Regions from separate parts of the Mus musculus genome. Here regions 1, 2, 3, 4, 6 and 7 are each linked to region 5. The links are chromatin contacts, called in public HiChIP or PLAC-seq and promoter capture Hi-C maps. All regions are on one chromosome and are shown on one strand. Each heading gives the region's core, a stretch centred on a gene start, on an enhancer-like site or on the middle of the called end of the contact. The rest is flanking DNA. Distances are from core to core; before and after follow the strand shown. Region 1 holds the start of 4930483J18Rik (RIKEN cDNA 4930483J18 gene). Region 2 holds the start of H1f0 (H1.0 linker histone). Region 3 holds the start of Micall1 (microtubule associated monooxygenase, calponin and LIM domain containing -like 1). Region 4 holds the start of Slc25a17 (solute carrier family 25 (mitochondrial carrier, peroxisomal membrane protein), member 17). Region 5 holds the start of Tab1 (TGF-beta activated kinase 1/MAP3K7 binding protein 1). Region 6 holds the start of Nol12 (nucleolar protein 12). Region 7 holds the start of Lgals2 (lectin, galactose-binding, soluble 2).

What was found. Promoter capture Hi-C pulls out the DNA fragments that hold promoters and counts their contacts. HiChIP or PLAC-seq counts read pairs in DNA pulled down with a chosen protein or histone mark.
Region 1: an H3K27ac HiChIP or PLAC-seq map of microglia shows a contact between it and region 5, with 8 times the contacts expected there. The contact joins the promoter of 4930483J18Rik here to the promoter of Tab1 in region 5. A contact is called at or near these places in 3 of 39 promoter capture datasets (3T3-L1-derived adipocytes, hippocampal neurons and pre-B cells), 1 of 115 datasets of contacts at active chromatin or transcription factors (microglia) and 1 of 9 other capture datasets (liver).
Region 2: a contact with region 5 is called in a promoter capture Hi-C map of pre-B cells, with 3 times the contacts expected there. The contact joins the promoter of H1f0 here to the promoter of Tab1 in region 5. A contact is called at or near these places in 2 of 39 promoter capture datasets (liver and pre-B cells).
Region 3: a promoter capture Hi-C map of liver shows a contact between it and region 5, with 4 times the contacts expected there. The contact joins the promoter of Micall1 here to the promoter of Tab1 in region 5. A contact is called at or near these places in 2 of 39 promoter capture datasets (both in liver) and 1 of 484 Hi-C or Micro-C datasets (B cells).
Region 4: a contact with region 5 is called in a promoter capture Hi-C map of pre-B cells, with 3 times the contacts expected there. The contact joins the promoter of Slc25a17 here to the promoter of Tab1 in region 5. A contact is called at or near these places in 3 of 39 promoter capture datasets (hippocampal neurons, liver and pre-B cells).
Region 6: a contact with region 5 is called in a promoter capture Hi-C map of liver, with 6 times the contacts expected there. The contact joins the promoter of Nol12 here to the promoter of Tab1 in region 5. A contact is called at or near these places in 1 of 39 promoter capture datasets (liver) and 1 of 115 datasets of contacts at active chromatin or transcription factors (pancreatic cancer cells).
Region 7: a promoter capture Hi-C map of liver shows a contact between it and region 5, with 2.3 times the contacts expected there. The contact joins the promoter of Lgals2 here to the promoter of Tab1 in region 5. A contact is called at or near these places in 2 of 39 promoter capture datasets (both in liver).

The regions. Positions count from the first base shown.
Region 1 is chr15:81,189,548-81,192,425 of GRCm38.p6, reverse strand. 4930483J18Rik (RIKEN cDNA 4930483J18 gene) reads right to left here and starts at 1,573. Exons shown (of 2, transcript NR_015603.1): 1 at 1,421-1,573; 2 at 1-609. It overlaps Mrtfa (myocardin related transcription factor A), which reads left to right and starts at 1,690. Exons shown (of 14, transcript NM_001082536.2): 1 at 1,690-1,919.
Region 2 is chr15:79,026,615-79,029,592 of GRCm38.p6, reverse strand. It overlaps H1f0 (H1.0 linker histone), which reads right to left and starts at 1,381. Exons shown (of 1, transcript NM_008197.3): 1 at 1-1,381. The coding sequence starts at 871. The coding sequence ends at 287.
Region 3 is chr15:79,107,679-79,110,378 of GRCm38.p6, reverse strand. It overlaps Micall1 (microtubule associated monooxygenase, calponin and LIM domain containing -like 1), which reads right to left and starts at 1,396. Exons shown (of 16, transcript NM_177461.1): 1 at 950-1,396. The coding sequence starts at 1,095.
Region 4 is chr15:81,359,333-81,362,032 of GRCm38.p6, reverse strand. Slc25a17 (solute carrier family 25 (mitochondrial carrier, peroxisomal membrane protein), member 17) reads left to right here and starts at 1,268. Exons shown (of 9, transcript NM_011399.3): 1 at 1,268-1,356. The coding sequence starts at 1,303.
Region 5 is chr15:80,131,556-80,134,572 of GRCm38.p6, reverse strand. It overlaps Tab1 (TGF-beta activated kinase 1/MAP3K7 binding protein 1), which reads right to left and starts at 1,427. Exons shown (of 11, transcript NM_025609.3): 1 at 1,385-1,427. The coding sequence starts at 1,417. All of the region lies in intron 1 of Gm31253 (a long non-coding RNA gene), which reads left to right.
Region 6 is chr15:78,933,515-78,936,443 of GRCm38.p6, reverse strand. It overlaps Nol12 (nucleolar protein 12), which reads right to left and starts at 1,511. Exons shown (of 6, transcript NM_133800.3): 1 at 1,369-1,511. The coding sequence starts at 1,454.
Region 7 is chr15:78,854,101-78,857,083 of GRCm38.p6, reverse strand. It overlaps Lgals2 (lectin, galactose-binding, soluble 2), which reads left to right and starts at 1,555. Exons shown (of 4, transcript NM_025622.3): 1 at 1,555-1,612. The coding sequence starts at 1,607.

The sequences.
Region 1 (2,878 bases), core at 324-2,823, 1.1 Mb before region 5:
GGAAGCCATACAGAGTAACTCACTCAGAGATGTAACATGCGTTACCTCCTTCCAGTCACTGTGGCTTCCCATGTCTGTCAGGATGCCCCTGAGGGTTTCTGCTTCTACAGTGTTAACCCTTGCTCTCACACTGGGGACTCTGTTCTCCAGAACCTTCTTTCTTTTTCCTTGTGTCCAGCAGCTCTGTCCTTGCAAAAGCACAGCTATCTTGCAAGAGCCCCTCAAGACTGGGCTTGTTGACTGTAGATGTTCCTGCATTGACGGAAGGACTTAGGGGGGGCTTCTCTGAATCCTTGCTGGATCCCAGTTACCTCCTCCAACATCCCCCCGCTCATTGGGGAGAGGAATCTCTCAAGTCCTCAATTTTGCCCTAGCTGCTTGAGGTCTTGTGACTTGGCTAGAGTTGTGTAGATTATGGAAGTTTAACTGAACTGTGTATGTCATCTACGCAGCTATGGGGACATCATCATCCATGCTGGGGTGCAACTTTTTGGTGGTCTCGCTGCTTTGGGGGCCAGCCATGATTTCTTAGCAAGCCCAATAAACTCACTGGTTTTCCACGTTGGACTCTGGGGCAATCATACTTCAGTTTATCCAGTGGATGGTGGCCTAAAAGGAGGAGATAGACGGTTGTTTATATCTCCCAAGGGAAAGTGTTTCGGAAACACTAAGGCACCAAGTCCGAATTATTTCTCCTTTTCAGCGCTCTCCCCCTTTGTTGGGGGGAAGGGGTGGTGTTCCAGAAAAGGGGCCTCCATAGTGGCTCTTAGCAACTTGACCGGGTGGGCTTTAACTAGTCTCACCGCTTTAGTAGATAAGTCTCTTTAAATGTTGGATTTATGCAGTTATGCTCTCTCTCTCTCTCCCACACATACACCCACACACCCACACACACACAGACATACACACACTTTTAGGCTACACACCAGCAGTTTAGAATTTTAAAGTTGGAAGAGCCGCCCAGATTCATTTAGTGCAGTGAGGCCCCGGATAAAATCTGGGTTCATTCAACTCTTTCCCTCCAGCTGCAAGCGCTTCCGCTGTTGATAAATAATCTCAACAGTCTAGGCAGGTAGGTGTCAGTCCTTTTACCGGAGGAGAACCGACTCAGAGAAAAAAAGCGCTTGGCCACGGAAGGGCAGGGACATGACAGAGTTCAGGGCTCCAGGCCAGAGCGGCATTTATTGTGTCCTTTCGGGAAATGCGAATGTGAAATAATCGACTTGGGAGTCCCGGCGGAGCAAAGACAGGAGGAAGGACCAAGATGAAGACTGCAGGATTTTTGCATTAAACCTCCAGGCTGGGCACCGAACCCTAGGTAGCTAGCTCCGCGGTCACCCTTTGACAGGGTGATCAGATGTGTTACGGTTTCTTTAAGACCCAGACTCCGCCCCCCGGCTCATCGCCGACCTCCTCCCACCTCTTGGCGGCCGCTCCGCCAGTTCCAGACTTCCTTCAGCGATGAAGTCATCTCTCAGTTACCGATTGGCTGCGCTATGATGTCAGTCACAGAAGTCGCGCCGCCGTACTAGCCTCCCTCGTTCCTCTTCCTTCGGCGAACGCCCCCTAAATCGGGCTAGCCCTAACGGCGCTAGGTTTCTGATTGGTCGATACGGCTGTCGCTCCCAGGCGGGTAGGGGGGAGGGTGCGGAGGCGGGACCCGGAGTGGTGGGAGGGCCCGCAGCTTCCGTGGCTGAGTGGAGCCGGCGGCGGTCGTGTCTGCGGTGTCCCCGGCGGCAAGAACGACCGTCCCACCCTCCCCACCCCCTCGTTCCCGCTCGCCACGCTCCCTCGGCTTGCGCGGACCTCTCCCTAACTTGGTGCAGTCTGACTGGTACTAGAGGCTCGGGAGGATACGTGAGCGGCTGGCACCGGAGTGGGGCGAGCCGCGGAGCCCGGGCCAGGAGGCGAACGAGGCGGTGAGTGAGAGTTCGGGCAGGGTCCCCCTCCCCCACCGGCCCCGCCCCGCTCGAGCATCCTTTCTCCCCTCGACCCTTCCGCGTGTGCCCTGGACCGGCCGGCCGCTGTAGGCTCCGAGCCCGGGATTGCCTCCCGCAGTCCTCCACTCCAGTCCCGCCCTTTCCCAAGGGGCTGGGGTCTCAAAGCCCTGGTCACTCGACAGGACAGTCGAGTGCGACCGTGCACCTGTGCACCGCCTTGCAGGGCTGTGCTGGCTAGGGAGCAGCTAGGTTCCCGCCCTGGCTGCTCCCCGAGTGTGTGTAATCTGCTTGGGACCGACCGGTCGAGCGCTTTCTCCCGGCCCTTGTGCAAACCTGGAGGATCCAGGTGCAATCCGCAGGCTTCTCGTGGCAAGGAGGTTCACCTGGACCTGACGACCATATAGCAGCATGGGTGCCTCCAGGTCTGCAGGGCTCCGCAGATTTGAAACTTGACCGCCAAAGAAGTGTCCGTCTCGCGTGTGTGTGTGTGTGTGTGTGTGTGTGTGTGTGTGTGTGTGTGTATGTGTGTGTGACTGTTTGTCTATGTACCTTTGATGACTTCCGCCCTCCTCGCTCCATAAGAAAACACTAATACTATAGAGTGGTTAGTGCTGGAGCTTTCCCTGTTAGATTATCAAACCTACGTTTAGATTGCTTATCTGGAAAATGGAACTAACAATACCTATTACATTGGAATGCAGACAGTAAATGAAAGAATTCGTAATAAAACGCTTGGAATGGTGTTCAACACATACAAGGAAGGGATCCAAGAAAAGACGAGTATCCTGATGTTGAGAACTGCTGGATAGGTGTGTGAGTACAGTATAGCTTGTCTTTGTCAGGATTTCTCTTTGTTAGATGACAGAACCAAAGGACAGACTGGTGGTCAGTTTACTGCTTGCCCGAATACTTTGGCATAAAGTGTGTGAAGACTAAGA
Region 2 (2,978 bases), core at 132-2,631, 1.1 Mb after region 5:
TGAAACACACATCCTCCCCCCTCCCATCCCTAACCCCGTAAGAAGGTTAATATCAAATCAAGAAAAAAGTACGTCTCCATCATTACAAAGATGAGGTCTGTTTGCTGTCCTTGCACAATAGGTTAAGGAAAAAGGAGTCATTCCACAATGTCTGTATGAGGGATCCAAACTCTGTCCTCTTTAATAAAGTCAGAATAGAATGGGCAAAGGGTTGCAGATGGAATCAAGTGAGGAAATGTATTTACAGAAAACAGGAGGGAGGAAGGAGTGTCCCCAAGCAAAGTCTTCACTTCTTCTTGCTGGCCCTCTTGGCACTCGACTTGGCTTTGGGCTTCACGGTTTTGGCCTTCTTGGGTTTGGAGGCCTTGACTGGTTTGACTTTGACAACCTTGGGCTTTTTGGCTTTCTTGGGCGTGGCAGCCGGCTTCTTCTTGGCCTTCTTGACAGGGGTGGCTTTGGGTTTCTTGCTTGGGGCTTTGGAGGCAGCCTTCTTGGGCTTGGCTGCCTTCTTTGGAGTGGCCACTTTCTTGACTTCCTTCTTGGTCTTCTTGAAAGCCACCGACCTTTTGGGCTCATCGCCCTTGGCCAGCCTGAAGGACCCCGAGGCGCCCACCCCTTTGGTTTGCTTGAGAACACCGGTGGTCACTAGGCGCTTGATGGACAACTTGATCTGGGAGTCGGCGTTCTCACCCACCTTGTAGTGGCTCTTGATATACTTTTGGATGGACTGGCGCGAGGAGCCGGCACGGTTCTTCTCTGCCTGGATAGCAGCCACGATCATGTCTGAATACTTGGGGTGGTCCGTGGACTTCTTGGAAGCCTTGGCCCGTTTGGGCTTCGCCGCCGGGGCGGAGGTGGAGTTCTCGGTCATGGTGGCCGGCCTGCTCCCACTGTTCAAGGAGCCTTCCGATGGGCCAGCCCTCGCCGGAGGCTGTGCAGAACCTGACTCGCGATCTGCTCTCCCGCTCCACTAGCAGGCCAGACGCAAGTGCGGCTGCCGGGGACGCGGGCTACGCGTGGCTCCTGTCCTCCCGGCGCGGGTCGCGAGCTGCTCTGCGCTCCCAGCCCCCACCGTTCGGTCGCTCGCCCGGCGCCTGGCGCTGCCTCCGCCTCCACAGCCTCCCTTTTCCCAGCTCTGCGTCTGGCGCTCGGGCGGCGCATCCGGGTATTTAGCGGCGGCGGGCGGACCGCGGTGAGGACTGGGCTGCTGGCTGCCTGCTCCCGGCCCGGAATGGCGCCGCGCTGCCGCCATCTGTGTTTCTTCCGCCGAGCAAACTCGACCTTTCCCGGCGGCCCGGGCCTTCCCGCTGCCCGCCGTCTCTCGAGGTCTCTGCCCGGCTCCCTAGGCTTCCCTTCTGGGGACCCTGGCGCCCCGGCCGCCGCCCCCCGCGCCCGCCACGAGCCTCAAACGGCGCCGAGGAGCGCTGGGGCGCCGGCACATTTCCCCTTTGCGGGGGGCTGGCTCTGCGGAGCCGGGGAGCCCCGGGGCTTGAGACCCCCCGTCGGAAAGCTCCCCCCTGGGACTACCAGGAGCCCCACTCCCGGATGCCTGCGGGGTCCCCCAACCTGGCGGAGCGGCTCAGAAGCGGCCCCAACTAACACACGCGGCCCTGAGCTGGGCGACTCCCAGCCGGGCCGAGTCGGGACAAGGGGGGAGGGGTCGCCTCCCCAGGGTCCGGTCACCTCTCGGGGGTCACCCGACCACAGCTCCTCTGACACCCCTACCCCCTCTCTGCCTGCGAGGCCCTCAAGGAAACTTTCCCTGAAAGAGTTGGAAGGGCACTTTCAAACTTTGTCCCTTCCCCCTCTTGAGTCGCCTTCTCCCCTCGATGCACCCCCGGACCTCGGCGAGTTGATTGCTCTCTGAGCCCGAGCCCCCCAAAGCTTCCTGGGACCCCTGGAAGATGCGGACAAGCCTCCCGGGCGGCCTGCTCTCCTCAAAGACCCCCCACATCTCCCATGTATCTGAGTATGAGTTCATTTACATGCCTGCCTTGTTAGCTAGGGAGTTTTGGGGATGTAAGAAGCAGGACCACCACCCCCCAGGCCCACCCTAGGGGTGAAGGTCCCCTCTCCCACTGGCCTCTTCAAGGTGGGGTGTGGCTTGATGTGTGTGCAGTCTCTATCATAGGTGCTGTCCAATGGCTCTGATCAGACATCCTGGGGACCCTTAGGATGCGCAGAGGCTCCTTGTGCTTTTAGAGACTTGGAAAAATGGGGCGCAGCGGGAGAAGCCGAGGAGAGAGTTCTCCTTTCCCTGGTCGTGACTTAGGTGTAGGAGGTTTGCAGTCCACCAGGGAGCCGTGGTCCCGACCACCGCCATTTTGCTGGGAAGATGCCATGTCTTTGTTAAAATGTATCCATCTTTCCCGCCCTGCTTGGCAAAAATCCACCAAGTGAGCAAGGGGCGCCACCATCTGTAGTCCGACCTGGGGCTGTTGGGAGTCCTAGGCTCCGAGAGAGTTTAGAGGCTCCGAGATTTGCCGAAGAGACCCCCAGAGAGCCCAGAACCTCTTGTCTGCTGCAGACATCCTACTCACAATGTTAGGACCTCTTGGCAGCGGCTCCGTAGGGTTCTGGTGGTATTGCCTACCTGAGCTGGATCCCCGGACCCTGGTGTTTTTATTCCCTAGCAAAAAGGCACGAAAGTGTTTAATTAAACATTAACCTGGGAGTGGGGAATTGTAGCTGATCAAGATGAACTAACCTCTGCTAAGGCCTGGGGCTGTTTGTCACACCAGAAGGAGCAGCTTAGATGAGGGAGCTTTGAATTTGGGGGAGATGTGGGGAAAGGGTTACTGGGCTTGGGAGTCCCTGAGACCAGGCACACACACACACTATAGGTTAATCCAAATGATTGGAGGGGAAGGCCAGGTGCCTTCATTACTAGCTTATCTGGGTGAAGGGATTGCTGTTTGAGGCCAGGTTAGTTCAAAGGTCGAGGTTTTTAACTCTGGTGCTTTCAGTGACCCTGAAGT
Region 3 (2,700 bases), core at 147-2,646, 1.0 Mb after region 5:
AAGCTTCAGATTGGCAGTTGTCAGCTGCACTAGAGACCTCCCCTGCCTGGCTCCTAATTTCTGCTCCATCTTTGTTCCCCACTGTAACCAGCAGAGCCGCGGGACCATACACCTAGACAGATTCCTATCGAGGTGGTTTGGGGAAGTAGTGTACCCGCAGTCACCTGACAGCCATTTAGCTAGGAACCCTGTGCCAGAAACGGGGTTAGTGCCCTACAGAGTATCTGCCCAAAGTGCCTTACAAAAGCTTTCTCCTCCATCCCTCTAGGTTCTTTGCGCCTTAAATGTAAATGGCAAACTAGCTGAAGAGAGAATTAAAACTAATGACCTACATTCCCACGGAAGTCCCACAAAATATGGGACTTGCTGTGCCGGATGATAGCCGCTTATCTATAGAAAGGAATGGGGTTTGTCTTCTAGGGGAGGGAAGGATGGGGAAGTGAGTAAAGCCGAAGCCCGGCAGCTTCTCCCAGGTAGGAAGTGATCTGGGGCCGCATTCTTTCTGAAGACCCTTTCCGGTAGGTGCCCTTACAAAGATGTAAATTTCTATTAGAAAGAAGTCAGCCTCCCAGAGCACCCGGGGACCAGCTCGAACTTAAAGGAAGCCTAACTGGGGGAGTGGCATATTCTCATCTCCTACAGTCAAGTTTGGGGTTACTATGCTCTGACGCCAATGGAGGAAGCGAGGCTCAGTATTTCTGCTGGAGCCTAGAGTAACGACGTCCCGAAGGACGGGTCAGAGTTCCCTCTTAGAGGTCAGAGCCTGACACCAGTGGCCCGAGGTGGGGGAGGGGGTGCACGGTCTTGGGGTCTCGGGTGGCCCTGCTCCGCGTTCAGAAGCGGCGGGTGTGAGGTCCCGGACCTCTCAGGGCGGCGCGTGCCACCGCGTCATTGAGGGGAGCGGCGGTCCCCAGCCCCGCGTGCTCGCTCGCGCACCCCGGGCACTCACAGCAGGTCGGGCCGGTGCCGGTGCAGGATGGCGCAGAAAGCCAGGCCGTCCCGGAAGGAGCTGCTCAGGTCGCGGATGTCCACGCCGCGGTAGCCCTCGCACTGGCGGCGACACCAGGCCAGGAGAGCGCCCCGCGGCCCCGCCATGGCAGGCCCGGCTCGGAGACGGCCCGGACTGGGGCTCGGACTTGGGCTCCGGTTCGTGTGGCTCCGACTCGGGGTCAGGTGGCACTGGGCTGCCGCTTGCGCTCCGGCAGGGCCAGTTTCCGGCTGTGTCTGCGGCGCGGCTCGGAGGTCGGGGCGCCACCGGCGGCCGGGGCGGGGCCTCGGTGTCTTCGCTCCGCTCTGGCGCGGCTAGGGCTGCGGACTCGGCTCCCGACCCCGCCCGGCCAGCCTGCCCCGACCTGCCCGCGAAGCCTCCGCCCCGCGTGGCCCGGCCCGGGCGGCCGCCGCTTACTCACCGCGGCCCGCTGTCCTCATTGTGGGCCGGCCGCGGGCGCCCACCGCCTCCGTCCCCGCCCCTGCCCGCCCGCGTCGCGGGGGAGCGCGAGGAGGATGGGGCCCCACCCTGCGGCCCCGCCCCCGCCGTCGAGCCCCTTCCCCGGAAGGGCGGACGCCCCACATAGCCCCTCTCCTCCAGATCGAGTCAACCCTTCCCTTGGGGAGCCCCTCCTGGAAGAAGGGACAACTCCTCGCTGGCTAGCCCCTCCCCAACGCCACCCCGCAGTCTCCCCAGGCCCTCCTACCCCAAGAGGTGGGACACTCTGGCTTTGCTGCTAGCCTGCCTCAAGCTCACCCTTAGGAACCTTCAGATTCTCCTCACTGACTTCTCTGAACCACACCCACGACTGGTCTGAAAGTCGAGGCACTTTCCCCACAGATCCCAGACCTCCAGATGGCCACCAGCTTTCTTCCATACCCCACCGCGCTACAACACTTCGAACGCCCGCCCCTCCCCCCACGGCCTGCCTAGGGGATCCAAACACCTTTACTACCACCAGGCCAGAGAGCTATGTAGTATGACAGGCTGGGGACCCCACAACCAAGTTGGTCCTTTCTGGTTCCCTCTCTCCGTGTAAACTAGGGGATCATAGATCCTTCCGGGGCTCTGTCTCTTCAACTTTTAGAATGGCTGGGCTCTTGCTGAAAGGACCTAGAAACCGACACAGAGGAAAACCTCTGCTTCCAACGCCTGGTTTGATAGTTTCTTCAAGACCCCACCAGGAGACCCCTCCCCCAGAGGCGCCTCCTAAATAAACCCAGGCTGATGAATCAGCCCCGCAGAGATGGTGACATCACTCTGACCTATGTGTAGCTTGTAGGAATGAGTCTGCTGCTCCCTTCTGAGGGAATGAACAGGGTTTTAGTCATCTGAAACAGGATTTTGGAGTTCTGTTAACCCAGGCTCAAATCCTGGTTCCCTCCCTCCCCAGCAACGTGATCTTGTGTCACCTTGAATTATAGTTTCATATCTTGAAAATGAAGATAGAGCCTTGTAGTTTATGCCCGAGAGGTGCTTGCCAGCCTGGGCTACAAGAGACTTGTTTCAAAACTTAAAAACTGGGCAGAAGCTGGGCATTGGTGGTGCATGCCTGTAAGCCCAGCACTCGGAGGCAGAGGCAGGTGGATTTCTGAGTTCGAGGCCAACCTGGTCTACAGAGTGAGTTCCAGGACAGCCAGGGCTACACAGAGAAACCCTGTCTTGAAACCGCCCCCCCCCCAAAAAAAAAAACTGGGCAGAATGGCTCAAGT
Region 4 (2,700 bases), core at 19-2,518, 1.2 Mb before region 5:
GCAATGTGGAAATGTAAACTGAATAAAACCCTTTTCTCCCCAACTTGCTTCTTGGTCATGATGTTTTGTGCAGGAATAGAAACCTTAAGACTATCACAGTGGAAGGGTAAAATACTGACTTTGCTTTTAGATTTACCTTTATGTGCATGAGTGCATTTATGTAAGCAGTCCTGGATTCTTTCAGAGGACAGAAAGCTGTGGCGTCTGTCCCGAGGGACATAGAGGGTTGTGTGATAGCAACTGAAGAGCAAGCGTTCTTAGCTGCTGAGCTATATCTATACAGCCCCAAATTGTCAGTTTAAACAAACTATGCTAGAGGTTTAACTACCGGGCCTCAGAGCCTTGATTCTATATCTCGCAGCGGGTGTTGGGATGGCTGAATGGAGAAACGAAGGTTGGAGATATTGACCCACCCCCTTATCTATGGCTATCAGCTTATCCTGGAGGGTTGCTTTTGTTTTGACGCTGTTTCTATAGTTCTGGCTAGCCAACTCCACTTCTCAGCATCCATGGTACTGGGATTACAGGCTACGTTTTAGGGTTTAGGTCTGTTTTGGCTTTTGTTTTGAGACGAGTCTCAGCCCAGGTTAATCTCAAATTCTCTCTGTAGCTGAGGGTGACTCTGTACTAAATTCTTTTAACAAAATTATTTAGTCGTGTGTGTGTGTGTGTGTGTGTGTGTGTATGTCTTAGTGTGCGCGGAAACCCGAGAAGGTCAGACCCCCTGGAACTATACTTGCTTGGGATACTGGGACCTAAACGAGGATCCTCTGCAAAAGCAGTACTTGTTCTTAACTGAGCCAACTCTTCAGTCCCCAGATCCTCTTTCCACTTCCTGAGTACTGTGTTTACTGGTGTTTATGGTTTGCTGGTAGTCATGCTAAGCAAGCACTAACAACTGAGCCTGCCAACATATATTTTGCAAGGAACTGGGGTGCAGGAGTCATTAAGGACTTTTATGTCCTCCCGTTTTATGGGCTTGACTAACCAATTTAGTGTGCAAGCACACTGACAGACTGAGGGGCTAGGAACCTTTGCAGGGGGTGCTCAGAACACAGATCCTTCCATAGCCACTGAGCATTGCTCCGCCCCTTGACCGATCCGGACCAATCGATGTTCAGGGGCGTTCCTGGGCATTTCACACTCGCCTCCCCGGCTGTTCTCCCCAGCGAACCAGGGCAGTCTGTGACCCGGAAGCAGTCGTTCTGGTGGAGGCGGGGGAGACTTCTGAGAGGTGGGGCTTGAGACGGTCCTTTCACGAACCCGCACACTCTGAGGCGCCTGAGTGAAAAGTGTGGCACCATGGCCTCTGTGCTGTCCTACGAAAGTCTGGTACACGCCGTGGCCGGAGCCGTGGTGAGGAGGGGTTTGGGGCTTCGAAGTAAATCTCGGGATGGGTCGGGGAGAAGGGCACGGGGGAGATGTGGGGACCGAATCTGTCACAACTGGAACGAAAAGGACGGGCATAAATGGAAAGTTGCTGCTACAAGAGGGAGGGCGAGGCCAGGAGCCACCCTCTGCCGCAGTCCCCTCTGGACTTTCCCAGAGACTGTCTGGACTATCAGTCACAAAGGTCCAGAGGGAATAGGGAAGAAGATAATTGCTATTTTCTTTGCCTTCTGAAGTTTAAAAGTTTAAGGCCAACCCTTCCCTTACCCAACTCTCACTGCACACAAACTTCGTCCAAATTGGTCCTGCGGAAAAACTAAGTGTGAAGATGGGGTGCTTGCTGTAAGTCTACTGCCAGCCTGGTGTCACACCTTATCCCAGGCAAGTGGCAATAGCTAATGGAACATTCCTAGTCAGCCTTATTGCCAGGAAAAGATAGGGTGTTTGTTTGTTTATTTTTTAAGTCAAGATCGGTGGTGTTATGTACTACCTGTATAGTTACTGTGAGTTAAGTGCTTTGTTCTTCGATTTAGAGGTATCTAAGTTCCTTCCATTTGACACTTCCCTTTTCCCTGAAACTTCACATTCTTGGCACAGGTAACATTCCTCCTCTGGTTCTTTTCCTCAGACTGTTTCCCATGTTCTTCCCTAACTCCCAGCATGTACCTTTAGCCATGTAGAGTCACCGTGGACCATTCCTATCCATTCAGACAGCTTATGTTCCGGTGAAGAGTAATCTGAGTTTTTTAATTCCAATTCTATCATATGTTTACCAGGTAATCTCAAATCTCACGTTTGTAATCTATGAAGAGGGAAGAAAATATTACACTTTTCTTCTAGACCTTGAGAAGTAGGTGAGGGAATATTACATGGTGTCTTATTCAAAAGAGTCGCGTTCCTTTAAATCAACCAGAAGTGCCTTTTGCTCGTTATGAAAGAACTGGGGTGGAAGTTTGTTGTGACATGTTTTCAGTTGGTCATAGGGACCTGTTTGACTGAAGTGGAAATGCAAATGGGGGGCCAAATGATTCATGACTTTGTGTAGGAAAGGGTCAGTGGTTGCACTTACTGATTGACATTTCAAACCCGATCCTCTCTGCTGCCCTGTGGAGAGTAGAATACGGAAGGCACATCTCTCTCAGGCAAGAGATGGCTGTGACCTATTGGTGGAAGGGGTAAGAGAGCATTTGCCTGGAATGGATTTATAAGAACCACCAGGATTTAATGATAGCTTGGGTGTAGCTTAGGGTTGCTTGTGTCTGACAAATTTTTGACTCAAGGAACATGAATGGTCTTCCTCCCAAGTGAACT
Region 5 (3,017 bases), core at 178-2,677:
TCCTTCCCTAGCATCAAGACACTACGGGTTAAAGCCGGCCCTCCCTCCCCCTTTTTAAAGTCCGCCAGCATACACAGAGAACACATTCTCTGTGTGCTGGGAAAAGCCTACACTCTGCCCTAACTGGTGTTCTTTGGGTCCCATCACAAGGAAGAGACAGAAGATACTTGACCCAGTCGACCTTTCTCTTGTTAGCAAGCCAACTCAGTCGGCATCAGTCACTATTTTTTTCCCAGCCCCTCTTTCTCTCAAGGTCACAATCATATCAGTGTTCCCCAGACGCTTTCTACAATGGGGACATTTATACAAGGGCCTTGCCCTCTGGGACCTTACAAAACAGAGAGCCAGACCTCTTTACTCCCAGGGTTTTACAAAAGGCCCGAGCAGGCACACAATAGTGAAGGGAAAGCCATCTCTCTCTTCCCCCACGTCTCCCTCTGGCTTCAGATCCTCTAGGCCAGGCAAGCTACTTCCCCCCACCCTTGAAAAGCCAAGACCTAGTTCCTGACCAATTTCCTCATTCTGTGACAGACACTGACCAAGCACCTAGCATGCAAGGGTGGTAGGGTGGTGAAGTCAACATGCTAAGAGGCGCTGGTCTTCAAGGAAGCAGACATCCAGAGGCAACTCCTACAGAGTGCCACGGTAAGGAAGGCCAAGGGATCCCCGCCCTGTCCTGGCAGATCCAAACAGTACTCTGAGCTAACATACATACATGTGTAACTGCACATATGTGAGAAAGATGCAGGGACGGGTAGACTACATCAAACCGTGGAGGTCCAGATGACCAGGTCGGGGTGCCTGGAGCCAACCTTCAACGGGACCCGGTGAACTGGGAGGCAGAAGTAAAACCCTACGCCCTCACTTGAGGAGCCTAAACCTTAGGGGTGTTTCTGGAACCAGACTATTTTAATCCTGCCTCTGCCTCTGCCGCTCACCAGCTGCCTGACCTCGGTTTCCTCGTCTGTAAAAACTTTTAGTCGCTAACTATTCTCCGGTGCTGCTGGCGAAGCTTATAAACGCGAGGCGGTCCACACAATGCCAGAGATACAGCACGCCTTACACAAGCGGGGGGCTATTTATTATTAGTCGTGTCCACGCTCCGGATGGCCCGCTCGGCGGCGCCACGTCCCCTTCCGGCTCGAGGACGCTCCCACTCCGCAGGACCCCGGCGCCCTTGACCCCCTAGAGGCCCCAGCCTGCGACGCGCACGCGCAGAACAGGCGCGGCGCCAGCCGGCTGTGGGTCTCGCGCGCTGCAAGCCCCCAAAGGCCTCTGGGGCGAGAGGGCCATGCTCTGCCATCTAAAGACAACAGTTCCTGCACCCGAGGACACACCCGAGCTCCCAACCCTCCCAGCCCGGAGAGCGGGTCGGTTTCCTCACACTCTGGAGCAGGCTCCTCCTCTGCGCCGCCATCTTGGAGGACCCCGCGGCGCGCCAGGCTCTCGGAGTGGCGGGATGAGGGGCTAGAGCGGCTCGGGCTGCCGCGGAGCTTATCCACAGCGCCCCCGGCGGAGCGGAGGAGGCGCAGCAGAGGCGCCTTGAGCAAGCGCGGCTCTTGCCCCCACCCCACCCCCAACCCCATCAGCCTACTTTCTTCGACTTTCTTGTTTCCTGGGGTCTTTATGGGTGTGCTTTCTCCCGGATTTTTTTTTCACCCCGATGGAGATCCTGAGATCCTATTTAAAGCGGCTTAGCGAGGAGGGAGCAAGAGAGAACGAATGATTCAGTTTACAAGAGTAGTGGGTGACTGACTGCCTGATCTTATAATGGAGGCCACCCCAATGCCAAACTAGCTGAAGTTAGATTTGGAGAAGACTGCAATTCCGAGTAGTTGTAAATTCTCAGAAGTTAAATTTATGGACGGTAACATGGGAGTGTAGTGTTAGCTGGCAATGTAATTGCAGGCCACTTGGCGTGACTGGCCAGTGCCCAAAGGAAGAGTCTGTTTGTTCTAGAAGCACGGTGCGGAAGCTCGATTTGGAGAGTCACAACTGTAATCCCAGAGTTTAGGAGACTGAGGCAGGGGGATTATAAATTTGAGTCCTGTAATCCCATCCCTTAAGAAGAGACAGGAGGAGCCGAGCGTGGTGACACACGCCTTTAATCCCAGCACTTGGGAGGCAGAGGCAGGCGGATTTCTGGTCTACAGAGTGAGTTCCAGGACAGCCAGGGCTATACAGAGAAACCCTGTCTTGAAAAAAAAAAACAAAAACAACAACAAGAAGAGACAGGAGGACCAGAAGTTTGATACCAGCATGGACTACTATATGACACCCTGTTTCATTAAATGAATAAATAATCCAGTATCAATTTTTTTAAAAGATTTGTGTATTTATGTATGAGTACACTATAACTGTCTTCACACACCAGATCCCATAGGTCCCATTAGAAACGGTTGTGAGGCACCATGTGGCTGTTGGGATTTGAACTCGGGACTTCTGGAAGAGCAGTCAGTGCTCTTAGCCGATGAGCCATCTCTCCAGCCCCCCAGTATCAAGCATTTTATTAAAGCAACAGGAAATGGCCTAAGACAGTGCTGATGGGCCAGTGTGGTGGCACATGCCTTTAATCCCAGCACTTAGGAGTCAGAGGCAGGCGAATTTCTGAGTTCGGGGCTAGCCTGGTCTACAGAGTGAATTCCAGGACAGCCAGGGCAACACAGAGAAACCCTGTCTCGAGAAAACAACAACAATAAAAAGACAGTGCTGATGGGAAGAAGTGTGTCAAAGATCCCTGCAGATTTTTTTTTGCAGGCTCAGGTAGGTTTATGGAGCAAGAGAAAGGTGTGAGTTCCACGTTAGCATGCTGAGTTTGGTGTGGTTCTGAGATGAGACGTTGTCAAGTCAGTAGGGGGGCTAGAGCTCAGAACACAAGCTGAGCATGCAAAGACATCACAGATGGAGCAGCTGAAGGGGCGGGATGGGGGGAGTGGACAGGGTCCAAGGGAGACGGTGCAAGGACACGAGCAACAGCGGGAGGCCTTTTGGAAAGATTTGATTGGCACATAACTGGA
Region 6 (2,929 bases), core at 262-2,761, 1.2 Mb after region 5:
CAGGAGGAGCCAGGAGGAAAGCAGGGCTCTACAGAGCTCCATAAGTTGCCTGACTCTCTCCTACCCACCAACCCATTTTACCCTCTCACAGCCAACCCTTAATTTATAGATGGGGACTCTGAGGAAGAGACTAGGATACTCATCCAAGGTCACAGACAATGCAGTCACAAGTCATTCAATGACAAAGGTACCTTCGAGAAATGAGTTGTGAGTCCTTGCTGGACCATCAGAGTGTACTTACATAATAATCCTGGGTGGTATAACCTACCACACACCTATGCTGGAAGCTATAGTCTCAGTACGCGCTCCATCACTAACCAAACGTCACCTAGCTCACCTGGCCTTCCTGCCCCTTGCTAAGTACACAAAAGGCCAGGTGGTCAATACACAGAGCTGGTGGTCACTGTTCCCACACTGGCAAACTTTATTTCATAGGAGTCACTTCTAGTAAGGCTTTCTAATAATGCCTTCACCCAGACCCCAAAACTCTTTCACTGAACCAACCAACAACCAGTCCTCAAGGCCACCTGACTCCTGAACCCACCTGGGTCCTGTGTGGCGGGTCCTAGGAGTGCCCCCACCTTCCTGACTCGTGCTTCCTTCTTCCTGTCTAATCTCTGCTGTTCCTGAGTTTGCTGTATTGGAAGTTAATTACGCTTAGTACCTTATTCGAGCTAGGCAAATGGTCTAATAAATTAATTCGTTTATATTGTCTTGGAGACAGGGACAAATTGTCCAAATGCCCATACCGTTCTTGAACTTTCCCGCACAGGGTTTTACTTTGCAATCCTCCTGCCTCAGCATCCGGGATGGCTAGGATTATAGGTCTGCACTACCAGGCTTTGCAATTACGGTTTCCGTTGGTACACTACACCAGGGGTTTTAACTGTATTTTGCTACTGTTATGGATCGTAATGTAAATATTATCTCTTTTCCGATGGGTTTAAGGGGGTCGCGACCCACAGGTTGAGAGCCATCAGACCACAAGGTGCTATTTACGGTGACACTAAAAAGCAGTTCAGCCTCTGGTCTCAGGCTTGGCTGGCACGCAGTCTGGTGCGTGAATCAATGAACTAAACCTCTCTCATCCCATCGGCTCGTCCTTCGTCAACAACGACTGGGAGCCAGCTATGGGCTGTGACAATAGACGGCGCGGCACTCCGGTGGTCCAAGGCGCAGCGCTGAGAGCCGTAAACAGCGAGGGAGGAGCGGGCGACTCCATCCCCCGAGGTGGGGAAAGAGGAAGGCGAGCTCCAGCTACATCCAGGGGCGGGGCCGGAAGAACCCTCCGCGTGGGCGTGCGCGCCCTGTGCCTGGCGCGCTTCCCCCGGCAGCCCGACGGGAGTCTCTTTCCACCCTGCCACTCACCGCCGCTTCTCTTCATCAAAGTTGAGAACGAGCCGGGGCCGCCGGTCGTCTCCATCTCTTTTCTTCTTCTTCTTGTTGCGGCCCATTGCAGTGAAGCTTCCGGCAGCGTGGCCGCTTCTGACTTTAAAACACTTCCGGGTGTAGCAGTTTCAGATTTCCGGTAGGGCGCTCTTCGTGGCCTTGTTCCACAGTTCCGCAGATTTGGCTCCACCTTTTAAAGGAGCCTCCCGTCCTGCCTCAGCTTTGGTTCAGGTCTTCTGAACAATCCTCCCAGAATGGCTTCGGTGAGAACTAGGCTCCCCGATTCCATCATCTGACCTGCCTCGAACAAGCGCTCAATCTGGAGTTATTTATAAACCGCTAAGAATTACTGAACTTAATTGAATTCAGATGTCAACTCTTTCATGATTTCCTTGAGCGAGGGAAACTGCCTAGATGCAAACACTGGTATTCCTTTACAAAGTATGTGACTCAAAAGCAATTGCCCCCCTTTAAAAAAAAAAGATTAAATCATAAATTATGGGCTAGGGGAGGTGGCATACATCTTTATCCCAGTACCTGAGAGGCAGAGGCAGGTGGATCAAAGTCAGCCTAAGCTACACAGTGAGTTCCAGGACAACCAGAGCAGAGCTAGACAATAAAGAGACCCTGTCTATAAATAAATAAGTAAGATTAAAAAAATACTGTGCCTAAGTGAGTTTAGGTCTACTGTATGAGGACCTACAAGGCCAGAAGACGGTATGAAATCCCCTGCAACTAGAGTTACAGATGGGGGCTGGTGAGATGGCTCAGCAGGTAAGAGCACCCGACTGCTTCCGAAGGTCCTGAGTTCAAATCCCAGCAACCACATGGTGGCTTACAACCATCCCTAATGAGATCTGACTCCCTCTTCTGGTGTGTCTGAAGACAGCTACAGTGACTTACATATAATAAATAAATAAATCTTAGAGTTACAGATGGTGTGTGAGTCATGTGGGTACTGAGAATCAAACCTTGGTCCTCTATAAGACAAGTAGGCACTGTTAACCATTGGAGTCATCTCTCCAGCCCCCAAATTGCCTTTTTCTTTGTGTCTCACTTTCCTATTTATAAAATAGAGATCATTGTAGTGACTTTGTAAGGCTGTAAAGAGGTGGCCCTGGAACTCTGGCATGCACTTAAAGGCTTGCTGAAATCCAAATTGAGGGTTCAGGGTTCAACACACTTGGCAGGGCCCCAGAATGTCCATTTCTAGAACATTCTCTGGTGACCCTGAATATTGCTCCTGCGTGCAGCAAACTGAGAGCCGTGACTGTGGTGGGACAAGTGTGTCGGGTCAGAAGTGCATAACACAATATTCTCCCAGACTCAGTTGGTGCAGAGGGAAATCTCTGAGTTCGAGGCCAGCCTGGTCTACAGAGTAAGTTCCACGACAGCCAGGGCTACACAGAGAAATCCTGTCTCAAAAAACCAAAGCCAAACGGGGTGGGGGGAGAGCAGGGATTGTGCCAGTGATCAAATGTGAGCTAGATTGTCTGAGCTTTGGTGTTTGGTCTCCCTTCCCAGCTTCCTGGCCACTCCC
Region 7 (2,983 bases), core at 306-2,805, 1.3 Mb after region 5:
TGGGGAGCTTGTTGGGGGTGCTGAGGGAGTAGCGTTTTTCTTTTTAGAAGATTTATTTATTTATTTTATGTATATGAGTACACTGTAGCTGTCTTCAGACACACCAGAAGAAGGCATCAGATCCCATTACAGATAGTTGTGAGCCACCATGTGGTTGCTGGGAATTGAACTCAGGACCTCTGGAAGAGCAGTCAGTGCTCTTAACCACTGAGCCATCTCTCCAGCCTGGGAGTAGCGTTTTTTAATGGGGCAGACTAAGATGAAGTAGTGCTCAGAGGTAGGACATGGCTTCTATAAACTAAGCCTTGGAGAGCTGGAGTGTTTCACAGCCAGCGACATCTGATTCTGAAGTGCAGATCTGTGAGCCTCAGTGTTCCCAAATGAAGTAGGATAAACAACTGTAGAGACCTGTCTGTGGTACAAACCCACTGGAAGGACGGGCAGCACAGGTTCCCTCCCAGCAGAGGAACTACGTCAGGTTTCTTCCTCTTGACAGTATCTAATTGTGTATATGGACCCCAACTACCACAAAATTCATAGGCATAAAGGGCGAAGGACAGAAACCCCCAGTGTCCCGAACCCTTGGGTTCCCTCCTGCACGTTTGGTCTGTGTCCCAGCAGAACCAAGCTCTTTTGTGCATGGTGCCAGGGATGGAAGCCACAGGGCATGCATCCTGAGGATACAGCACACCACTGAACCACCCAGCCCTCGCAGAATAGTTGACTTTTGGCATCTTCTTCCGCCCGTTTTTAAGCACTTCAGTTATACTTATTTGTGTGTGCACATGTGCCATGGTCCATGTGTGGAGGTCAGAGGGGACACCTTGCAAGAGTTGGTTCTTTCCTTCCATCATGTGAGCTCCGGGAAGCAAACCCCGGTGGTTAGGCTTGGCAGCAGGCACCTTTATCCGTCGAGCCATCTCACTGGCCCTAGATGTGAATCTACCACTTTTGAAGCAAAATGTGTGCAGCCAGATATAGTGTTTCCTGCCTGTAATCCCAGCACTTGGGGCAGAAGTGTGAGAATAGAGAGTCCAAGGCTAACCTGGGCTAAATGGTCAGACTCTGTTTCACAAGAAGAAAAAAAAAGAAACAAATTATATGTATAATCAGAAAAAGCATGGATGAGAGAAGGGAGAAAAAAGTCTTTGAATGACTCACAGACACACTGAAAATTAGAAGCTTGGACATCTTTTAACAGAGCCAGCCTGTCTTTTTGTGGTTGTAGGAGCTGGGCTCAGCAAAGAGGTTGGATGGCCTGCCAAGATCGGGGTGTTTGTGGTTTGTGTGGGGGTGGCACTAGGGCATCCTCCCTTGGGCTTTGTGGAGTACTGACCACGGAGGCTGGTAGGAATTGCCAGAAGCGGGGCCAGAGGGATGCTCACGATCGAGTCAGAGTGAGTGAGGAGCCATCTTCCTGTTTGTTGAGTGAGTGCCTGCATATACAGACCGGGTGATATTAGGAGATAAAGGTCCAAAGTCCTTATTTATGGCCTCGGGGTGGTTAATGTGTAATACTCTGGGATTATAAGCCTGACCAAGAGGGGATACCTTGAGCACAAACCTCTAGGAGCAACTGGGAGAGCTGTGGCCAGGAGCTGTCACCATGTCGGTGAGGATGCTGGCCCTCTGCACCCACTTCCTTCTGCTCATGTGTCTTTGCTAGAGTGTGTGGGTTGGGGGGTTCTGGGGTCCATTGTTTGTTTATTTATTTGTTTGTTTGTTTGTTTTTTCAAGACAAGGTTTCTCTGTGTAGCCCTGGCTGTCCTGGAACTCATTTTTTAGACCAGGCTGGCCTTGAACTCAGAAATCCACCTGCCTCTGCCTCCCAAGTGCCACCACCACCCGGCTTCTGGGGTCCATTATTGCCACCCTTCTCTTTGTGTCAGTTTCTCCCGGAGAACCAAAAAGAAAGCTGGGTTGCCAAGCTGGTGACACATGCCTTTAATCCCAGCACTAGGGAGACAGAGGCAGGAGGATCTCTGAGTTCAAGACCAGCCTGGTCTATAGAGAGTGAGCTCCAGGATAGCCAGAGCTATGTAGAGAGACCCTGTCTCTAAAACTAAAAGAAGAAAACTGGTGGATAATCTCTCAAACCCTTAGCATTGAAGCTGTCTGTCTCTCTGTCACCACCAAGTTCAGGGCCAGAACTTTCCTTTCCCTCTTTGAGGACAGCAACAGTCGTATTAATTATTACTGCCGACCTCTACTGAGTCTCATAAAGATGAGAGTTGTAGGGCAGGGGCTGGGGGAAGGGCCCAGACCAACGATATAGCATGTGCGGTGATTTAGCCAGTGCAAGGCCCTGGGTTGGAACTCCAGCACCAGAAAATATCACGCTTCCAGAGGAACTGCATGGAACAAGCTGAGTGGGTAAAGTGCTTGTCCACCATGCATATAGCCCAGGGTTTGATCTCCAGCACTGCATAAACTGGATGTGACGGCGCAACTGGCAAGCCCAGGATTCAAAGGCCAGAGGCAGGGGGATTTCTGAGTTTGAGGCCAGCCTGGTGTATATAATGAGTTCCAGCTACATACTGAGATCCTGTTGAGAGAGAGAGAGAGAGAGAGAGAGAGAGAGAGAGAGAGAGAGAGAGAGAGAATGGAAGAAAAGGAAGGAAGGAAGGAAGGAAGGAAGGAAAGAGAGAGAGAGAGAGAAAGAAAGAAAAAAGAGAGAAAGAGAAAAGGAAGAAGGGAGGGAGAGAAGTATGGAGGGAGGGAAACTGAGGCTCAAGATGAAACCATAGGTGGCTAATATCTACATATTGCAAGAGTATTGGCACACTCTCGAGAGCCTGTGTTCCGATCTGGCTCCTGTGAAGTTTCTGGTGTGACTTTGGACAAGTTGATGTCCCTCTCTCGGGCAGCTGGTTCTCCCTGATGTGTATGAGATGGGACCACATGACACTCTCTGGGGACTAGATGATAGGTTTATTCCCTAGGACTGTTGGAACAAACCACTTCAAAATAGGGGGCTCCCCAC